Linked DNA regions of Anas platyrhynchos: region 1 is linked to region 2. Evidence: chromatin contacts called from public Hi-C data. All regions are on one chromosome and are shown on one strand. The core of a region is the stretch at or near the end of the contact, and the rest is flanking DNA. Distances in the headings are between cores, read along the strand shown. Region 1 has its middle 17 kb from the start of CASTOR2. Region 2 overlaps RCC1L (RCC1 like).

Region 1 (5,043 bases), core at 236-2,735, 150 kb after region 2:
TTCCTAACTGCACCTTCCAAGTGTCAGTGCTGCTGTTTACTTTCTTCCCTCTCCACACCTGCAAATTTCAAACCCACAAAAAACAATGCTGCAACCTGCACCCAAATACAGGACTCACTGCTCACTCCTGCATACACGTTTCTTCTCCGAGCAGGTGGACAGAAGTCTCCACATGGCTTGAACTTTCTTTCAGTATGGGCTTGCTGACTTTTCATCATTTTTCATTATGCAGCAGCAAAGTATAGCAAAACCTTCACAGAATACAGATGCCATTAATATAAAAATAGAGAGAAGGGAAAGAAAAAGATCTTGGTGACAACTATATGATTATGAAATTCCAGAACTTTGCCAGATGAACATTAATATAGTTCCAGAGGGTCACGTCCACAGTTGTTTGTTGAACAGAAGTTTGTACAGGCAGATGACAATGTGCTGCACACATTTAAAACATTCACCTATACATTTTTAAGCAAAAAAGTATAATTAAGGGTACCTGTCAAACCTTCTCTCTCTATCAAAGACTTTCACCTTACAAACAAGATTTGCTTCTGCTCTACACCTGAGAAAAGACAAGCGATTACATTCTGTACTTGGCTGTGTTACTGCTCATCAAAGAGACAAAGGAAGAAGGCACACACGGGGCCCCAGATGGACAGATGAGACCCAGAAGGCCACAAGCATCAGGGATGTACCTGCTTCCATGATCCACTTACATTTTGTCTCAGAAAGCACATTAAGAACTCAATATGAAGAGCGGCATATGCCTACTCATATCAAATGGAGAAGCTCATTATTTCTTAGGGTCAGGCCTTGAAGACAATATAATTTCCATAAGGAAACACTGGCAAACCATTTATTTAATTTATTCATCCACAGTAAAATAAACGACTGTTGCTGACACCACTGTTAGACTGGAACTGCTCAGGAACTGGTCTGCAACAAAGGGAACGAATTCTACTGTTGAGAAGACTGGGGGCGGGGGGTCTGGGGGGTGGCACATGATGGGGACACAGACAAGCTCCACAGTTCATTGGAAAGCTGAAGACCAAACACTCTTGCTGCAGAAAGCACATACCTCACACATACTCCTATCAACAGGAAAGCAATGTTGGCTACAACCAGTGCTCACAGGGAAATATTCTGCTCACTGAACAGCCAGCCAGGTCATTTCCCTGGCTCTGCCTCCAATTTCAGCTGGTTGCAGAGGGTATATTATCTTTATAAGTGATGCACATAAGATCTGTGTAAATGCAGTATCTGGTTTTAAAACAACCCTCTGTCATGATAATATCATCTAACAAACATCAAAACAAATGCACATCCCACCAACTAACCCTCAGGAGAGCTGCGTTTAGAAGGAAATACAGAGCTCTGCCATTAGATTTATGTTGCTGGCTACATCTACTGGATACTATCAAGGCCAAGTTGTAATCTTCCTCAGAGAGTTTCCCCCTCCCTTGCAGGGCAGAGCTCCCTTGGTTTCACTGGGACCAATATTTGGCTCTGGGAGCACAAACTACAAAGCAGCAGCCAGGCCACACTGCTGCAGCTCATACAGCAAACAGCAGAAAAGGAAATGAAGAAGCTAGTACTGCCAGTACTTTCTAGGGGGAATGAAAAGGTCAGCGTTTCACAGCTATGTCCTGCATATAGACACGTATGTATACATTTGCAAGATAGTTGTTCTTTCCCCCTGCTGTGCTATATGTTGTTCTGTACACACAGCTCTCCGCTTTCTGATCGCAAGCCTTGAGGAATTAGTACTGGAACAACTGCCCTGGACATGCGCATGATTGACGTGGCTGTACTCCATTTAATCACACTCAGACACAAAACTTTCACATCCAGGAAAAAAGAAAAAAGAAAAAAAAGTTCAGGCATATGGAGCTGCCACCACCTCCCCCCATCCTAGTACCAGCACACTACGAGTGCCTAAACCTGACAGCGCACAGGCTTGTTTCTGACACCTTCTGGAAGAAAAGCAATAGTTAAATAGGCATGAGGGCCCCTACTGTATGTCACTGACATTTTATAGTACTGGAATCAGGTGGGCTTTTGCTGTTTCATCTATATTCCCTTGTTTGTTTTGTAATAACCAGGCTATTTTTAAAAACAGTCATCTGTCCTGGATATTTGGCTTTGAATGCAGTACATGAATTAACCTTCAAACGTGCATATTTAACAGCCTGCAATTATTGCAGTCATCTTTCCCTACAGACCCATTTAAACAAATAGCTCCTCTTTGTGTATGGTAAGCTTCCCTGAAACCAGCAAACCCGACAACGCAGGCACCGAGCGTAATTGCAGGGTCCTGTGCAGGCAGCAGACAGGAGGCACAGGCAGAGACGTGCACAGGGCTTTGGGACTCGGCGCTGCACGGGTTCCCCGTCCACTGCTGTGGTTCAGCAGAAGGTTCTGGCCTAGAAGAGGTACAAACAACAGAGATGATGCCCCAAACTGTGACAGTCATCTGTGAGCATCTACCAGAGCCCGTAAGCATGTGCTTACTGTTAACCCCTTCTTAAAGTCTTCCTGATATCAAAGGGACTTAGCATGTGCTTGAAGGCTCTGCTGAGCACACGAACTGAAGCACATGCATAAAAGTGGTCAGATGTACTGCAGTCTCTATAAATTGAAAAGTTATTTTTGAAGGCAGCAATGAAAGACAACAAATATCTTCCAGAAGGCTTAACAGAATACCCTTAAAAACAAGATTCATGGGGTCAGTGCAACCATAAGCCCAGGATTCACTGGGATCATATTTCGTTAGAAATCAGCCTGTATGCACTGGGAAGAAAACAAGGCAAAGGAGTTTGTAGAGCTTTAAGAATAGTTTCTGGTATCTAATAGGAAAATATTTCTCAATTGTATTCTTCATTACAGCTTTGGCTTTTTATTTTGTTTACAGTTCAGTTTAGCATTTTCCCCACCCTGAGGTGTTTTTTTTTCTTTTTTCCTACATGTCTTCTTCCTAATTCAATGCAAGTTCCTTGAAGATGGAGAGTATTTGTTACATACATAACCCAGCTGGATTTTCAAATTCGTTTTGCAGGATTTCAAGAAAGAAATACATTGATTTACTTAAAGAGCTGTTGGGATACTGAATATACGAGGGCCTTTCTATACCTAAGGGAAACTGAGCTCCATAGCTACTACAAAGGAACTATTTCACAATACCCCTTTCAGTGCAGTTCAGTTACCCAGCACAGCTCCAGACCTATCTCTGCAAAATAAAAGTCACTTTAATTTTAGATTAAGGAGTGAAAGAGGGATAGCTATGCTAGCACAGTTAATTCTGCATCAGCTAAGCCACAAAGAATTTTCCCTGGCATAAAAGTATGCCCGATTTTGTAACTTCACTCTTTAAGGGAAATGGCCACTAAATCAATGTTAGGAGAGCAGGAATGTATTTTGCAGTCTCTCTTCCACACTGACTCCATTGCACGAACCTATTGGGACTGAGAAATCAGGGTTAGGCAAAACAGTAACCATAATATTTTCCAGAGTGTTAAGGAAATTTGGGATCCTCAGTTTCATTTGAGTGTATTAGTAATTCTTAGAAATGAAACTTTGTATGACAGTGCAGAAGTGAACATTCTTTTTTAATGAGATTTTTTAATCCTTTGATCTCATTGGTTTCTGTTCACATTTGGAAACCCCAAATATCTTTATAGCAGATGTTCAAGATGATACATTTAAAAAACTGAATAAATTAAAAGTTAAAGTTAGCAATAATTACAAGTACTCATAGAATCTACCCCTCAGTGTTTGTTTCCCATCATGTAGGAGCTATGCTAGCAGTTGTATTTGTTCTGAAGGTATTGGCTTGGTTTTTAGAATATATCAGATACATCTAAGCATGTGTCAGCTTCAGTGGGTTTCCAAGTGTGGCTAGCTAAGAAAATGTAGCATGTCAATAGGGCACATATGGACAACACAACAGGAGGTTTGCACCTAGTCTGATGTAGCCAATTTACTCTGAAAGGTGTTTTTGCTCCCCCTTTTTGTGGTTTTTCCATTCAGCATTTGCTATGAAAGGAAATCGCTAAACTTTTCGTTGAGAAAAGCTCACCTGACCCTTTCCTCTCACCTTCCCACTCCCAAGTAGTGCCCATTAATTGTCCTATTCAGCAATTCCCTGCCCTTTACTATGGAGAAAACATCTATTATCCAAGCAGTTTTCAGTGACCTTGGCCTCACCGTGGTTGTTCAGGAGGCCTCCAGAAGACAGATGACTCTGACTGCATGGTGTGAACTCGGGCACTGCAGCAAACACCCTCTCAACCACCACCGAGTCATTCGTCTTCTACCCAGCACCCATGGGTGACCTTGAATTTGCCAGAGAGCTTTTGGCTTTGGAAACAAAAGTGATGACTTCTTTTCTTTACTGCTCTCTATACCCTTTGGCAGACAATGATTTATCTGTCATATTAGTGTTTCCCTTTGTTCCCCAAGTAAACTCAGGGACAATAAGCAGAACCATGAAGCAAAATGATATAATCATATTATTTTTAAAAGCAAGTCTGCCATTCTCATTGCTCTGCAAAGATGATTCACAGCATCTCTTTATCAGTACTCGTGTATACTTGGTCTTTGTTTTTCCCTCCCTCATCCTGCAATAGAAGCATTTCCAGAGTTTCAAAATAGGCAATGAGGTCTCCTTCCAAGGCAGTTAGCTACTTCCCATACAGTTCTCATCAACATACACTCCAAGTAATGTGTTACCATAATTTTAAAGGGGCAGAATCTGTGCTGTACTATCTCAGCTTCTAGACACAAATAGCATAGCCATATTCCCTGATTTTTCATTTGTTTAATTTAAAAACAGAAAATGGATATTTGTTCTCACTTGGACAAATTGCAGCAGAACCTCAGATACACGGTCTCTTTGTGAGAGGAAATCTGACCTACAGATGGAAGTGTATTCAGCTCAGGGACTATCCCAGGGGTATCAGCCTGACGTTATGGCTGTCTGTACACACCCATCAGAGCTCCAGCACAATTCTAGAAGCCTGACTTAAAAAAAAATATATTTTTTTTGGC
Region 2 (5,545 bases), core at 83-2,582:
CACTGCAGACTGAACAGCCAAGGAACATCCAGGGAACACGTTTGTCCCGCTGGGAGAGTGGGAACTTGTCTGCAGGGGGAAAGTGCTGCTGCTGTGGAAGCACAGGCCCAAGGGCAGGGGCCAGTCCAGCATCTTTGTTTCCAGCCTACTTCCATAAAGGTCCCTCTGAGCTGCACGTGGGGCTGATGTTCAGGCAGTGGAAATAAGCAGCACTCACTGTCACATAGTGGTCTCCGTGTGCTGATCACAAACTGCTGCCTTTGATTTTTGGGCAGTCCTGGCAGTCCTCGTCCCTGGGGTTACGGGGGCTCTGAGTTGCAAAGAGCCCCTGGGCTGAGCCTGGCTCTCCTGCAGTGCGTGAGCCTTAGCCGGCTGTAGGCACAGCCTTGTTTTGTGGTGCCTTTTTAGCAGAGGAGTTGTGTTAAGCTCATCTAGGGTGCAGTGAGCTAAAGGAGATGGGAAGCAGCAGCTGCATGTGCCTGCAGCAGCATGTGCCTCACACACAAGTGTGGGACGGTCCTTGTGAAATGCTCCCAACCTCAGGTGTAGCTGTGTCAGTTATGTATGGGGTACTCCTGCTTTGTAAAAATAAATAAATAATAACATTTTTAAATATATGTTTATTATTATTATTTTTGCAAAATGCAAGCATTTGTTATAAATAAAGTGATTAAGTCTTTGTATCTTTGTTTCTTAATAATGGAAATGTTATTTGACTTCACAGAGGGGCTGTTCTGTGTTTAAATTCAGGCATTTTGGTGTGGTGTGGCAGGAACTTCTGTCACCTGTGATACCTCCCCCAGGAGGAGCCCTACTGCTGTAGGCCAGTAGCCACGCTCCTGAGGGTGCCGTATTTAGCTCCCTTAGCTGGATTTCTGTACCAAATCGGTTTTGTGTTAGCCTGACCAGAGCTTGGGGCTGAGCTCTGTGCTGAGGCAGTAACTTATGGAGGACTTCACATGAACTATCACGAAGGTGAACCAAAGTTTGCAGTCCACCCTGTCTTTGAGCTACTCTTAACATTGCTCTGAGCCTTGCGTTGTGGTGGTGGGTTGGGGCAGAGCAATCTGTGAATGTTGGATTGTGACAGTTCACTGCTGTGCCTTCCCATTAACTGAGCCCTGATTTATACCTTCTGCAGCTGCTGGGAGCAGCCTGAGTTGCCCAAATGTGTCGTGTTGGCCTCCTGGGAGCAGCTGTGCCCTTTTTACATGAGGAAGCTTATTAAAGCATTGGAAATAAATACAAAAAGATCTGGCAAGGAAGGTGTTTGTAACAACTCCCTCGGGCACGCTGCTGTTTGCCGGGGCTGCAGGATTGCAGCTCGGTGCCTGGGCCCTCTGCAGGCCTGCAGCTGCTCTGCCACCAGCGCTGCTCCGGCCTCTTGGAGAGCTGGGCTGGGGCCTGGTGCCATGTCCTACCTGCTTGTCTTGCAGTCTTGCTGTGCAATAAATTGCAAAGTCTGTGTGTTAATTAAATGCCAGCAAGGTCTTTAGCCCTGAATAGAAGTGTTACATGGCTTAATGCACTGGGGAGGGTTGCAATTTCACTGCAGTGGCTGTGGGCATTCACTAACACACAGTGGGGTGGGAATAGGGTTGGTGGCAGAGACCTGTGGTCTGGCAAGTATCAAACCCAACCCTCGTTTTGGTTACAGGGGCGTTGCTGGAGTGATGAGATCAGGTTAGAGCTTGTCAAGAGCCACTGAACGTGGCACCTGTCACTTTGTTATTCAGCATCTTGCACTGTCTGCAAAACGGGGCTGGTTTCCAGAGGCAGACTGACACCAGTTCCCCCTGTACTTGCCAGTGAAAGGCTGCACGTGCTGGGCAGCTCATGCAGCACAGCCTGAGGCTGCCCGGCTGCCAACAGGGTGTGTGCAGGGGCTGCTCTCCTGCCCTGTCTCCAGCACATCCCGCATTGGGCCCCAAGTGCTGAGGGAAGGGATGAGCAGAGAACTCCTGGGGCGCTTGTCACAGCCCTCATAAACCAGCAACAACCTTCCCTGCACTGGTTTTCTACTGAGAAGGCAATAAAGATGAACGTATCAAAATAAAAAAGGATGCAAATAATAGAAAAGTAATTACTTTCCACCCCCAGTCAAAGGAAGCTGTGTCCTGAGGGGTTCCTGCCGCCCCCAGGATGGGTCAGGGCCGTGTCCGAGCACTGCCAAGGGGCAGGGACCCCTCTGGGGAGCTGGGAACGATGCGCCTGGAGGCAGCTTTGCACCATTTCGTCCTGCAGAGCCGCAGACGAGCCAGCCCTAAATATACCTACCTGCAGAGAGGGGTGGGCGCAAGACGCACACGGGGAGCAGCTCAAATCAGAGCTAAAATAACCTCCTTGATTTTGCATTGATTAGCAAGAGTAATTCGCCCTCCAAACACCTTTGCGCTGTCAGTTTGGGCTTAAAATAGCCTGAAAGCAGCCCGGGACGAGCTGCTTGAGCAGAGCCGTGCACGAACCACCCCAAGCACCCCGGTGGGCTGCGGCAGGGCAGGACAAGGGACTCACCCGAATTTCCACTCTGGAGCCAGCCCAGCGATGGGGCAAATCGGAGCCCCCGAAACCAGTTATTTTAGGCACCTGCTACGTTATGGTGAGCTCTTTTCTCCACAGGATCCTTCAAAAACAAGTGACTCAGAGAACTAATAATTAGCCTGGGGCGTTCGAAATGCCGCTGGAACGATGTTCCTTCGGCGTGACTCATCACACTCCAGATTTTGTGGTGTTTTTTTGTGGTGTGCTGGGCCACCCCCCAGCGTCTGTGCCTCTTTGGGTAAAGGTGGAGAACCACTGATGAGAGGGCCCCATCAGCAAATGGAGTTTTAGGAGTCTAAGCTCCAGTTTTACAGCCAAAATCCTGCACATTTACCCCAAGACCCCAGTCTCTTTTGTGAGTAGCCATGTGCCTGGGAGACCACAGGGGCTGGTTTTGTGTTGCAATGGCTTTTTCTCAAGGCACAGCACTAAGGGTGCATGTCACCAACACTTGGTGCTTGTTTCCAGATGAAAATTTTCGTCTGGAAAATGTTCAGGTTAATGGTCCCATACCAAAGGTTAATGATCCCATACCAAATTCTTAGGTACATGCTCTTTAAATTTGGCCAGAAGTGTCAAAAATGGGCTGATCTATCTTAAAAAAAAAAAAAAAAAAAAAAAAGCGAGCTACATCTTATAAAGACAATGCCAAGCTCTGCTTTATTTTCATCAGTTTGATCAGTACAAAAGCAGACAGCGTATGTTTCATTTTTTTTTCTTTTTCATTTTAATTAACACTTTACAAAGTACAAAATATACTGTCATTTGTTTTGGAACATTAGTTTTTTTTTTTCTTTTTTTTTCTGTGTATGTTTTGTGTGTTTTTGTTTTGTTTTGTTTTTTTCCCCATACAGTACATAAATCTCAGCTTTTCAGCGTAAGACCAGCAAAGAAAAGAAGCGTGTGCACTCGCTGGGAAAGCAAAGCCTCCACTTCTCAGCTCCACGCATCGCGCCCGGGGCACTGTGCTGGCTGCAGCCCGAGCCCCTTGGGCAGCAGTGGGCTTGAAAGTGTCACCGTATCAGGGCCACCTGCACCTCGTAGCCCCACAGCCTCCCCAGTGCCAGCAGCCCCCCCACAGCTCAGGGTGAGCCCCTGCCTTGGTTTGCATCAGTCTGGTAGTTAAAGGGGGGAAAAAATAAAAATGCTTTTTTTTTTTTTTTTTGTACTCCCCCAAATGAAGGGTCCCGAGCGGGGCTGCGGGAGGTCGGGGTGCTGAGGGTGCCCCTGTCCCCAGCCCAGCCTCTGCCAGGCAGGTGGGTGTCGGGGGTCAGCAGCGGGATCTCACTCACTTTACAGAGACAGCGGTACCTAAACAAGGGGCTTTAAGGTCCCCAAGGTCTGTGTGCCCCTGGGCTGCCCCGCTGGGCCACCCGGAGCAGCCAGGGGCAAGACCCTGGGTGACGCTGGGAAGATGCTGCACCAGGAGCCCCTCTGCTTGCTGGAAATCTGGGGCACTGCTATGACTACGGGCAATCCTGGGCGTTTGGGGAAAATCCAGGCTGCTTCTCAAGTCCAAAAGAAGGGGGAGGGAGATGCCGAGCGCTACTGAAGCCAGGTGAGACACCAAGGGGGTGGCGGTGCCCTCCGGCTGCTGACCCGCACCCACACGGTGTGACACTGCCCCGTGCAGTGCAGCTGCAGCGTGAGCCCAGAATTACCCCAGGGCTGACAACACAGTGCCTGTCAGCCCCAGGAACCAACCCAAAATCTGTCCCTAAGTACGGATGGGGATGATCGGGTTCCTCCATTCAACGCCATCCCCCAAATTAACCCCTCAGGTGCATTACGGTGCCCTAAGAGCAGGAGACAAGCGACAGGACCAAGCAAGGGCATTGCACCCCCTGGGTTTAGTGGGAAAAAAAAACACCGGGAGAACAGGCGGGTGTGTAGCTAGTGGAGGTGGAGGGAGACAGCTCGTCCAGAGGCTCAGACAGGGCATCCACATCAGGGCCCTGCTGCAGGTCCCTGCCAGGCCACCCCTCGCCTGTCCCACCCCCACGAAACGCCATCCTCACAGCCCCACTGCCCGCAGCCACGGGGCCAGCACCGGGGTGTCAGCAGCAGCGAGGTTTTGGGGTTTACAAATGGGGACCAGGGCTGGACTCAGCAGCACGCTGCCCCAGGAGGGAAACCGCTGAGGTTCGCACCCTAAAGGAGCTGTTCAAACCCCAGCGGGTTCTCCAGCACCAGGACTGACCGAAAGGAGCAGAACCGCTTGTTCCCCCCGACACCTCCCAGGCGTCCTGCCCCCAGCAGCCCTGCAGCCGTAGCAAAAACCCACTGGGTCACTTTGCTGATCTGAACAATTCAAAAACAATCACAAGCCAGGCATCAAAACTAATTACAAGAAATAATGAAGGGCAGTGGGGTTTTTCCCCTAGGTCCCAAGCACACAGCTCCCCGCCTCTTCCTTTGGCTCCGCACAGCGAACGCTCCCCAGCTTCTCCCACCAGCGGAGCCCTCGTGCTGCCGGCAGCCACGCTGGGACAGCAGCAGCATTCCCACAAAGGGCAGGGTACTCGGAAAACTACGTTTTTTCAAGTTACAAAAGAGCTGGTAGGAATCCTTTGGGGGAAAGAAAAGGCTTAGTACTGCCGTCGCAGGAGGGTCCAGGCGCTGAGATGGCAGCAGGGAGGTGGGGGCAGCAGGGCCCCGACTCCAAATCCCTCCCAAATGCGCCATGCAAGCACCATCACCTCTACCACATCTGCAACAAGGGGAAAAATCCAATCGAGCCCCAAAATGAAGGAGGAACGGAGCCACTTTTTGGCATCAGGGTGGGGCGGACGCTGGCACAGCTACTGGAGAGGGACCTGCAGCACCCCACGGCTCTCAAACCAACAGCCCTGCTGTGCTGATCCATCCCCAGTCCCAAACCCACCCCCAGGTTATTTACAAAACAGAGGGGCTGACAGAGCGAGGGAAGGCTATGAGCTGTGGTCTGAAGGTAGCCTTCAGTCCCAGCCCTCAGTATAGGAGTTTGCTTCCCAACCAGCAGGAG

Evidence for each region. Hi-C and Micro-C count contacts between places; a contact is called where the count stands out from the background.
Region 1: a Hi-C map of subcutaneous adipose tissue shows a contact between it and region 2, with 1.8 times the contacts expected there. The contact joins two enhancer-like sites. A contact is called at or near these places in 2 of 8 Hi-C or Micro-C datasets (liver and subcutaneous adipose tissue).

What each region holds. Positions count from the first base shown.
Region 1 is chr20:8,812,191-8,817,233 of IASCAAS_PekinDuck_T2T, forward strand. No RefSeq gene overlaps it. Among named protein-coding and RNA genes, the nearest start is that of CASTOR2, 17 kb to the left of the region's middle. Within about 2 kb of position 1,486, at least 1 of the 8 cell types and tissues checked has an H3K27ac peak or open chromatin away from gene starts, as enhancers often do. A contact at or near this core is called in subcutaneous adipose tissue, where this site is marked.
Region 2 is chr20:8,665,994-8,671,538 of IASCAAS_PekinDuck_T2T, forward strand. It overlaps RCC1L (RCC1 like), which reads left to right. Exons shown (of 11, transcript XM_027445996.3): 11 at 1-683. Among named protein-coding and RNA genes, the nearest start is that of RCC1L, 18 kb to the left of the region's middle. Within about 2 kb of position 1,333, at least 4 of the 8 cell types and tissues checked have an H3K27ac peak or open chromatin away from gene starts, as enhancers often do. A contact at or near this core is called in subcutaneous adipose tissue, where this site is marked.